Regions from separate parts of the Mus musculus genome. Here region 2 is linked to region 1. A link is a contact called in public HiChIP or PLAC-seq data. All regions are on one chromosome and are shown on one strand. The core of a region is the stretch at or near the end of the contact, and the rest is flanking DNA. Distances in the headings are between cores, read along the strand shown.

What was found. HiChIP or PLAC-seq counts read pairs in DNA pulled down with a chosen protein or histone mark.
Region 2: a contact with region 1 is called in an H3K4me3 HiChIP or PLAC-seq map of bone marrow-derived macrophages, with 2.4 times the contacts expected there. The contact joins the enhancer-like site here to the promoter of Rcc1l in region 1. A contact is called at or near these places in 3 of 39 promoter capture datasets (the HPC-7 cell line, pre-B cells and stem cell-derived epiblast-like cells), 2 of 484 Hi-C or Micro-C datasets (CD8 T cells and nephron progenitors), 10 of 115 datasets of contacts at active chromatin or transcription factors (bone marrow-derived macrophages, craniofacial prominence, embryonic forebrain and 5 more) and 2 of 9 other capture datasets (adipose tissue and liver).

What each region holds. Positions count from the first base shown.
Region 1 is chr5:134,174,933-134,180,129 of GRCm38.p6, forward strand. Rcc1l (reculator of chromosome condensation 1 like) reads right to left here and starts at 1,835. Exons shown (of 11, transcript NM_033572.2): 1 at 1,468-1,835. The coding sequence starts at 1,782.
Region 2 is chr5:134,530,085-134,535,328 of GRCm38.p6, forward strand. Clip2 (CAP-GLY domain containing linker protein 2) reads right to left here. Exons shown (of 17, transcript NM_009990.3): 2 at 4,963-5,153. The coding sequence starts at 5,086. Among named protein-coding and RNA genes, the nearest start is that of Clip2, 20 kb to the right of the region's middle. Within about 2 kb of position 1,682, at least 74 of the 459 cell types and tissues checked have an H3K27ac peak or open chromatin away from gene starts, as enhancers often do. A contact at or near this core is called in bone marrow-derived macrophages and microglia, where this site is marked.

The DNA.
Region 1 (5,197 bases), core at 585-3,084:
ACAAACAAAAAGGACCAAGAGCTGGAGAGATGGCTTACAGCCTTCCGTAGTTCCTGATCTACAGGCTCTCACAGCCTCTTCTGGCCCCCATGGGCTCCAGGCACACAAATGATACAGACATGTTGCAGGCAGGCAAAATGCCATAGGCATAAAAAATATTTTTAATGTATAGACCCACTTAACAACTGCAGCAAAGTTGCAAAGTAGAAGATACACACATCAGAAAAAATAAATTAAAAAACTGTAGGGCTTGGCAGTATAGCTCAGTGGTAGAACACTTGCCTTTAACAATGTGACACAATCCTGGGTTTGACTCCCACCATCACAAACCACACTTCTATAAAGTATAAATAAATACTTTTTATTGCTACCAAAAGAAAGGGTGAGTGGGTGCTTGTTTGTTTGTTTCCAACTAAAGATGTTAACACAACCAGGTAGCTAGAAGCAAAAAGACCTCTGTATAGAAAAGAGAACTGGGAGGGAGAAAGTAGCTCAGTGGACACAGTGCTTGTAGGGCAAAAACCCTTGGGTTCCCCGTCCCCAGCACCACTTAAACCAGAAACGGTTGCACACGGCTATAATAACAGCATTTCGAGGGTAAAGACAGGGTCTCACTGTGTAGCCCAAGCTAGAGTACAACTTGTGGCAATCCTCTTGTCTCAACCGTCCAGTCCAAGTCCTGGGACTACAGATGTGAGCCACCACGGCTGCCGGGCTGAGCCCTTTTGAAAAGTGAGCCTCTTCCCCGCCCCCCCTTTTTGACAGGGTTTCTCTGTGTACCCCTGGCTGTCCTGGAACTCTGTAGACCAGGCTGGCCTCGAACTCAGAAATTAGCCTGCCTCCGCCTCCAAGTGCTGGGATTAAAGGCGTGAGCCACCTTAGAAGCTCCATGGGCAACCTCCTATTTCCCCTCTAACCGCTCAGATGAGCATCTCCTTTTCCGGCTGCCCATCACTGACTCTAGCCGACACACCTCCGACCTGTGGAATGTCCCGTCCCTCAAGGGAGCTGTCTAGTCTAAGTTACAAATACCACCATTTACACCCAGCTGTGGGGCCCTGGACCTTACTTGACCTCTCTGCTACTCCCTTTCATCCTCTGTAACTGGGAGGTGACAGCTCCGGCCTTTTGGGGGGGGGGGGGGCCTGAGCGAATGATCTAAGGGCAGAATCCTTGGTGCGATTGTCAAGCTACGCCAATGGGCAAGAAAGTAAGGGAAGACACCAAACTCTCTCGAGCCACAAGCAAACTGCTAAAAATGCTGAACGAGACCCCAAGATCCACAGACGTGATAAACAGGCTCAGCAGTGAAGGACGGAGCACTGGGAGAAACAGACTTCTCGGCAGCCACCCCTCATGCCTCCCTCTGCAGATCCCGGGATCTCGGAGGTCATTGCTCCCGGAAATCCGGCCACGCGGGGAAGAAAGTTCCCTAAGAGATGCCAGCGAGGATGCCACTGCCCCCACCTTATGATCCAGCTCCAGGCGGTAGGGGACCGGCTGGATCCTGCGTCGGGGCCGCAGGCCGGCGCGCGGTCCAGGCCCCGAGGACGGCACCACGAAGCTGGGCACCCCGAGCGCCCCGGAGAAGCTGAAGCCCCAGACGAAGACGCGATCGGCGCGAGCCGCGCGCTCGCCCACGTACTGAAACACCGGAACGTCCGCCTCGGCCTCGGCCGCTTCTCGCCGGCTCCGCGAACGGCCGGCCGGTGTCCAGTGCTCGCGAGCCGGTGTCGGCCACCTCGGCCGCGGCCCCCGCAGAGCCCGGGCCGCCGCCAACATCCTCCGCGTCACGCCTCAACCGCTTATGGGCGCCGCCATCTTGTGTCACCCTTGACCTCTAGCCTGGCGGAAGTAGATACGGCCATGCTTACTACTGGCTGAAGGCGACGCGCTAAGGGAAAGACAACCATGTTTACTATTGGCAGATGATTACTACTCCAGGAAAGCAAAGACTTGAGAAGGCTATGGCTTCACCGTCTATCCATGAGTAGGGGACTTAAATGAGTGTCAAGCTATTATTTGAAGATGTCTGTGAAGTGTTCTATGATTCTTACTGCCCCTTTTTAAATTCTGTGTGTGTGTGTGTGTGTGTGTGTGTGTGTGTGTGTGTGTTAGTTTTGGTGTGGAGTTACTTAGGTGGAGCTGGGAATTGAACCCAGGTCCTCACACATCCTTAGGGTATAGGTTAACACAGACTACTCTCCCAATTCCAAGAAGTGTTTTGTATAAATACTGAAAGGAGACAGAGGGAACATCCTAGATGCTTATCTCATGGAAGCAAAACTGGGGAAGGTAGCTGGGCACAGTGGTTCACACCTGTAACCCCAACTTTAGGCTGAGGCAGGAATATTGCTGCAAATTGCAAACCACCCTAGAAGAAAGAAAACCTATTAATATATATGGTTTGTTTGTTTGTTTGTTTGTGACAGAATCTCATTATTTAGCCCTAACTGGCCTGGAACTTGCTTTGTTCCTGTAGACCAGGATAACTCAAACCTGCCCCTGCCTCCTGAATGGTGTGTGCCACCATACCCAGCACTGATTGGTTGATTTAGTTTATTTTAGGCGGTTTTATTTCATGCATATGGGTACTTTACCTGCATGTATATCTGTGTACCCTGCGTGTATAGTGTCTGTGGAGGCCTCAGAAGAGGGTGTTAGATTCTCTAGAACTGCAGTTACAGTTGATACCCCACTCCCACACACCCCCATGTGAATGCTAGAATTAGAACTCTGGTCCTCTGGAAGAGTAAACAGTATTTTGTTTTGTTTGTCATTGTTGTTGCACAGTGTTCTTAACTCTTGAGCCCTCTCTCCAGCCCTCTAATTGAATATTTTTCTAAGACAGGGTCTCACTCTGTAACCCAGGCTAGCCTCTACCTCACTACAGTTCTCCTACCCCAGCCTCCCAAGTGATGGGATTACAGACCCATGCCAGTGTGCCAGGTTCAACCCTGATTAAACTACACCTGGCTTCCAGGGGCCCTTCTTACTTCCTTTAGATCTCAATTCCAGCATGAAGGCTACACAGAGAAATTCAGTCCCTGAAATAAAGACTACAGTCCATGGCAGGGCTTCCTAAAAGTTATCCCCTAATACAGAGTGGATCCTTCCCCCCGAACTCCCTTTGCTCATCCTTAGTGTGTATTTCTTGATAAACAGGAACGTACTAATTAGTTTTCCTTCAGATGGGTCTCATGTAGCCCAGGCTGAGCTTGAATTCATTATGTACCCAAGGATGGCCTTGAACTCTTGACCTTTTTGCCTATCTCCAGTGTTCACCACTATGCCAAGTTTACACAGTCCTGGGATGGAACCCAGAGCATCCTGCATGCTAGAAACACACTGTCAACTGAGGTCCATCTGAAGCCCCATACTTCATCCAATGTGTACTTAATCCCAAGACAAGCTCAAGGATATGTTACACACCTAGTCTGTGAAGTGTGGCATCGCTGCGTTCTTACCGCTTTGCCAGGATGTAGCACTGTTTCATAAAGCAAAATCCTCCAATGAGATAAGGGGATACATGGGGGACAAACAGGATGGCTTTAGGGCATAGGTGTGTGCCGCCAAGCCCAAATCCCAGGCAGGACCACCACGTGGGGGCCGAAGGAGAGAACAGACACCTGCAAGTTGTCCTCTGACCTCCGGGCCGATTCAGCATCATGGGCATCTCCCCACACATTCACACAAAATAAATGCAAAGTAAACTAAAAGGTGGGGCACCCAGAAAAGAGCTTTACAGAGCTCTCCGCTACAGTGGGGATGTAAATCACCAAGAAGGCCGGCAGTCAGCTGGCCTATTGCTTTCATGTGATAAGGGACACACCTCCTGTTGTTTAGAATCCAGGCGAAGTCCTTCCCCAAAGGGGATGCTTCACCACAGGATGCGGCTGCAAGATTCATAAGCTTCAGCTTACAGTATCCAGATCAGTCTCAGGTCAGGTCTCAGGAGAGCAGAGCATGGACCAAGAAAGACACTTGATACTCACAAGGAGGGACCTGACTTCCCAGTATAAACTGAAAGCAAAGTCAATCCAACCCCGGAAAGCCAAGGCAAGAAGTGAGGACGTGTGTGTGTCTTACGATATGGACCAAAGCCGGACAGTGGTGGCACAGGTCTTTAATCCCAGCACCGAGGAGGCAGAGGCAGGTGGATCTCTGTAAGTTTGAGGCCAGCCTGGTCTACAGAGTGAGTTCCAGGACTGTGTGCAGCCAGGGCTACACAGAGAAACCCTATCCCATCCCCACTCCCCAAAAAAGATCTGGACTATGGAGGGCAAAATGAAAGAGGATGAAGACGGTTTACGGATGCCAAAGTATCTTTCCTGACTAAACAGTCTGGCAAGGAGCTGGTGTGTGAGTGGAACGATGTCATTAGGTGTTGTCTTAGGGTTTTACTGCTGTGAACAGACACCATGACCAAGGCAAGTCTTATAAAAACAACATTTAATTGGGGCTGGCTTACAGGTTCAGAGGTTCAGTCCATTATCATCAAGGTGGGAGCATGGCAGTATCCAGGCAGGCATGGTGAAGGAGGAACTGTACACCATGCCCGGTGTGTACACCTTTACTCTCACCACTCCAAAGCCAGAGAAAGGCAGATCTCTGAGTTTGAAGCCAGTCTGGTCTACATACCTAGTTCCAGGCCAGTCTGGCTGACATAGTGAAACCCTAGTTCGAAAGATAAAAGTAGCCAAAAAGCTGGGTGTGGTGGCTCACGCCTTTAATCCCAGCACTTGGGAGGCAGAGGCAGGCGGATTTCTGAGTTCTAGGCCAGCCTCGTCTACAAATGACAGCCAGAGCTATACAGAGAAACCCTGTCTCGAAAAACCAAAAAAAAAAAAAGAGTGCTTGCTGCACTTGCATAGGACTCAAATTTGGATCCCAGGTCCCATATCAGGTGACTCACAACCACCTAACAACTCCAGCTTCAGGGATTCTGACATAGACGTCTTGTCTCCAGGGTCCCTTGAACACATGTGGCATTCACTCATACAGATATGCACACATGCATATAAATAAAAGTTTTAAAAAAAAAAAAAACCTTCGAAAATTGCAACCAAGAGGACATCTACAGTGTGAATCATGGCCACTAGGTGGCGATGCTTGCCCATCAATTTGGTTCTTGTTTTGTGACAAGGGACACAACAGTCGAATTCTCCGAATGAGATTTACAATTGTAGTCAGAAGC
Region 2 (5,244 bases), core at 432-2,931, 350 kb after region 1:
GCTGGGGCGTGGCTCAGATACAGAAGGAACTATCACCCCGGGTTATTCAGACGCTCTGATACCATGGGTGAGAAGCACACAGGGAGAGCCCTTCAAGGCCCAGCTCAACAACAGAAGTACAATGGCCGCCTATGGCCCATACACCCTGCTTGATAACCCCAGATCCCAGCTGCCCAGCATACCTTCCAACAGTCAGAAGGGACCTCTCAGGCATGGAATTAGAAGGAGACTCTAGAGGAAGATGGCTCAGTGGTAAAGTATTTGCCACACATACATGAGGACCTGAGTTCGAATCCCCGGACCCATGTAAAGCTGGATATGGTCATGTGCCCTCAAAGCTTGGACAGTAACATGGGTGACTGAGACAGGAGAACCTCCTGGAAGCTCATTGGTCAGCTAAGCTGGTATAAACAAGTAGGTGGAAAGAGATCCAGTATCCCATGAGCTCTAGGCCAGCTAGGATCACACACACAGTAAGATCCTATCTCCAAAAGAGAGAGACCTAAACAAGACAAAAACATCACGAACATCTGCAGTCCTCTGACCTCCGCATTGGGCTGCGCACACCCGGTGCATGAATACACACACACACACACACACACACACACACACACACACAAGATTACAGGAGACTCCAGAGCAAGGCTGCTGTGCATAACCTAACAGAACCTCCCTTCCCTGTACAGAACAGAATGGAGTCCACACTCGGTACCTGGAGTCATGATCCCTTTTCTCTTTCAGCCCAGGATAGATGCTAACACTGACCTGGGTCCTCCCAGAGCATCCTCCAGGGGTGCTCTATCCTGTCCACACTCCTCCACTTGCATTCCAGGGAGACACCTGCCCCTGAAGCCTCCCCTGGGACCCCGCTGCATCCTGTGCCATGCTTCTGGGTACCAATACAGGCCTTCCCTGCCACACGTGGCATCCATCCAGGCTGCTTCCCATGCCAGACCCTCTCTGCCCAAAGCTGACATCATGCCTTGGGAGGGAGCCACAGACTAGCTTCCCAAGGCAGGCGCCAATTCACAGATGGATCTCTCAAATCGTCCTGGGTGTCCCCACAGAGTCCCAGACTCCTCGGTGCTTTGTTTTGTCGACTGATTGACACATTTGTTTTGGGACAGGGGCTCTTACGTCCCAGGCACTAGCCTCAAGGATGGCCTTTAACCTTTAACCCTTTCCCTATTTCCCAGAGGTCAAGATGACAGATATGCATCACACCTGGTATGGAACCTGGAGCTTTGTGCATGCTGAGTCCATACCCTACCAACCACGCTAACCCGCCTGCTTCAGCCTCAGTGCTGGGATAACCTTAGTGCCATCACTGCTTTGGAGAGCGATGGCCAGTTCCTTGGGTGAGTGAGAACATGAAGGGCCAGCAGGAATGGGGACAGTTTTCCCTAGAGCTCCTATTTAAACTTATTCCCAAGTCTCTTGGCACCGACACCCCAAAGGATGCTAGAGCGTTTGCCTAAAATCTCCTAGCGAGAGCCTCAGGTGTGACTCAGTAGTACAGCACCTGCCTAGAACCTACACACACACACACACACACACACACACACACGCACGCACGCATGCGCACACACCCAAGAGGGGCTGGAGTTGTGGCTCAGTGTCGGAACACTGGTCTGGCCTGTGTGAAGCCCTGGATTAAATCCCAGGCACTTGGAATAAAAGAAACTGGGTCCTCACTTGACGAGGGCCAATGAAGAAAGAACCCAGAAGAGACAACAGGCCTTTCTCCTTGAAGGTCATATCCTGGCCTAGGGCCAGGCTGGCTGGTACACTTCCCCAGCTACTAGGATCCACGGAGCCACCCCTGCTGGAGGAAGTTCAGCCGACTGGGAGCCAGATCTCGTCTCTTTGTACTTAAAATCCTTTAAAAAAATATTTATTTTCTGTTTATGGATGTTTTATTGCATGTAAGTGTGGGCACCACATATGTGCAGTGCCCAACCAGAAGAGGGCATTGGATCCTCTACAACTGGAGTTACAGATGGTTGTGATCCACCAGGTAAGTGCTGGGAGCCATGCCTGGGTCCTCTGTAAGAGTAGCAAGAAGGGTAGCAAGAAGGGCTGGAGAGATGGCTCAGTGGTTAAGAGCACTGACTGCTCTTCCGAAGGACCTGAGTTCAAATCCCAGCAACCACATGGTGGCTCACAACCATCCATAATGAGTTCAGATGCCCTCTTCTGGTGTGTCTGAAGACAGCTACAGTGTACTTACATACATAAAATAAATAAATATTTAAAAAAAAAAAAGAGCAGCAAGAAGAAGTGTTCTTTCCAACTCCTGGAATTCTGTCCTTGTTGCTGTGTGTAGTATGTCGATGTTGGTTGTGTGCATGCCTAGGAGACGGGGGTGGGGTGTATGTTGGGGTGTACATCATAGTTCTTGGAAGACAACTTGCTGGAGTCATTTCTCTCTGTACCACATGGGTCCAGGGATTGAGCTCACTAGCCTAACAATGCAGTTTCCCAATCCCCCTATTACTCAGCACCCTCAAGGAGGAAGTGACCTGACTCAGGACGGTGGCTCCGTGACCTCCCTATGACAGGCAGTGAGCATGCACCCTTCGCCAGGATGACCGTACATTTCCTCTGTGGCCTAGTCCTCACCTCAGCCCCATGGTCCATGCTCACAGTGGAGATAATTTACCTTGGGGTCCCCTAGGCCACACCCTATACAGCTCTTCCTATGTTGGAAAGACACCCGAATCCCTGCCCTTCACCCCCTACTTCTGGTACCCCCACACCCATCAACTCCCACATGTATCTTTGTGTATGAACATATTCATGTATGTGCATATACACGTGCGCATGCATGCAGAAGAGGCCAGAGGTCAATACCGAACGTCATCGTTTCATGTCTATTCCTGTGAAAGACACCCTGACGAATGCAACTTAAGGGAGAAAGGGTTTATTTTTAGCTCGCCATTCCGGGCCACAGCCTGTCCTGGTGGAGAAGTCATAGCAGACACTGAAACAGCAGCGCACATCATGTGCACAGGCAAGAGCGGAGAGAAAGGAACGCTTGCCTGCTCAGCGACCCGCTGGCTTTCTCTACTTTCAACGTAGTTCACGGCCTCCAACCAGAGAACAGTGTCGTCTGCTTTCAGGCTGGGTCTTCCCAGGTCCATTAACAATCGAGACGAACCAAGCAGACAGGTTCACAGGCCAGCCCAACACAGACAATCCCTCATGAGACTCTCCCACCATGTCGTTCTGGATTGTATCAAAGTGACAACTGAAACTAACCACCATATTGGATGTCTCGCTTTATTACTCTGCACCTCATCCTTCAAGACAGAGTCTGTCTGTCTGTCTGTACCTAGAATGGACCAATCCAGCTAGGCCAGCTGGCCAGCAAGCATAGGGTTTCTCTTGTTGCACTGCCTCGCCCTGTGTTTTACATGGACACTGGGGATCCAAACTCAGGCCCTCACCTGCATGCTAAGTGCTTTACCAACCAAGAAATCCCCGCCAGCCCCGAGACTGATCAGTTGTTTTTTATCCTGCATAAGCCAAGTTAAATCCTACCCCGGGGCCTCTTATATCACCATTCCTACCCCCTGCAAAATGACTTCCTCTGCAAGATCAGTCAGTGTGTCAGTTTGCCAGTCTGTCTGTCTGTCTCTCAGCTAGCTTCTACTGGAATGCCTGCCATGAATGTGAAGGGCTCTGGCATCTTATAGAGGAGACTGGGCACACTGGACCAGCAAGCCTGTTGTCGGCTTACCTCACACTGCAGCTCCCTCAGCTGTTTATCTTCCTTGGCTCACGCTTTCTGCAACGCCTACCACCCCCCACCCCCATCACCACCTTCACCACTCTCTACCCCACTTCCCACCCCTCAAACCCAGCTTGTGCAGTCTAATCTCCACCTGGTGTCTCCAAAACTCTGGGACAACTGACTGCGATGGATGGAGCCCTATACTTCTTGGTGGAGTGTGACCTACCTAAGCAGGGACCGTGTGGAGCTGCGTCTCTCTGAGTTACTCATCAAAGAGAAAAGGAAGAAACCATCAAGATTTCCAAGGCAAAGACTACAGAAAGGCAAATCTCCAGATGGGTGCGGTGGCTCTCGCCTATAACCCCAGCCCTGCAGGATGCGGCAGGAAGACCATGAGTTCGGAGGCCAGCCTGAGCTATAAGACCTTGTCTCAAAAACTAACCAAACTATCTCTAATTCTAGCACAGTCTCTACGATACTCAGTGTTAACCGTCAATTTGACAGAATCTAGAATCTCTTGGAGACCGGCCTCTGGGCATGCCTGTGGAATTATCATAATTCATTTAGGGAATATTGAAAGACTCATTTAATGGTGGATAGGACATTCCCCAAGGAGGGAAACCTGAACGGTATGAAATAGAGACAGCTGATCAGGAGCATGCATGCACCTCTCTGTTTCTCCAGGAGATGTGACCAATGGTCTCAAATTTCTGTTACCTAGACTTTCCCCACTGTGACGGAGTTCTGGAACTGTGAACCAAAGCCCAACCCTTCTCCTTCAAGTTGCTTCTGACAGGGTATTTTTATCACAGTGACAGCACAGAAACTAAGAGACCCCCTTGTGGTTCAAAATGGCCCTGTTGGAGCTGAGGATTTGGCACGGCTGGTAGAGCATTTGACTGTCATGCACAAACCCCGGGTCCCATTTCCAGTACCGCATCAACTGGGCATGGTGGTGCACATCGGTACCCTTAGCACCTTAGGGGCAGAGGCAAGAGAATCATTGAATGTCTAAGGCTAGCCTGGGCTATGTAATAAGTTTCTGAGTTACCTCTGAGTTATCCAAACTCCTCTGTAAGTAAGCCCAATAAATGCACTGGTGAATCCCGCTGGACTCTGGTGGGATCTTTAGTTTGCTCTCTGAAGCTGGTGTCCTATCTGCGTGGGATACATGTCTGTTTTCGTCTCCATGCTGAGGCCCCCATCCCTCTCCTGGCTTTACGTACCTTCTTTGGAGCCACTGGTCGAGGCCACCACGGAAGATGAAGCAGACCCAACGGACGGCCTGCCCACGGGGCTGGAGTGCTTCCCCCCTCGGCCAGGGGGCTTCAGGCCACTGGGCTTCTGCATGGCGGTGCCACTAGAAGGGCAGACCAAGGCAGACAATGGTCACATCCTCTCTGCCATCCTCGGTCACCTGCGGGCAGAACACAAGAGGGATGGAATCACAAAGTTCTCATTAGGGCCTGGGAACTTGGCCAATCCCAGTGGTCCAGAAACTGACAAAG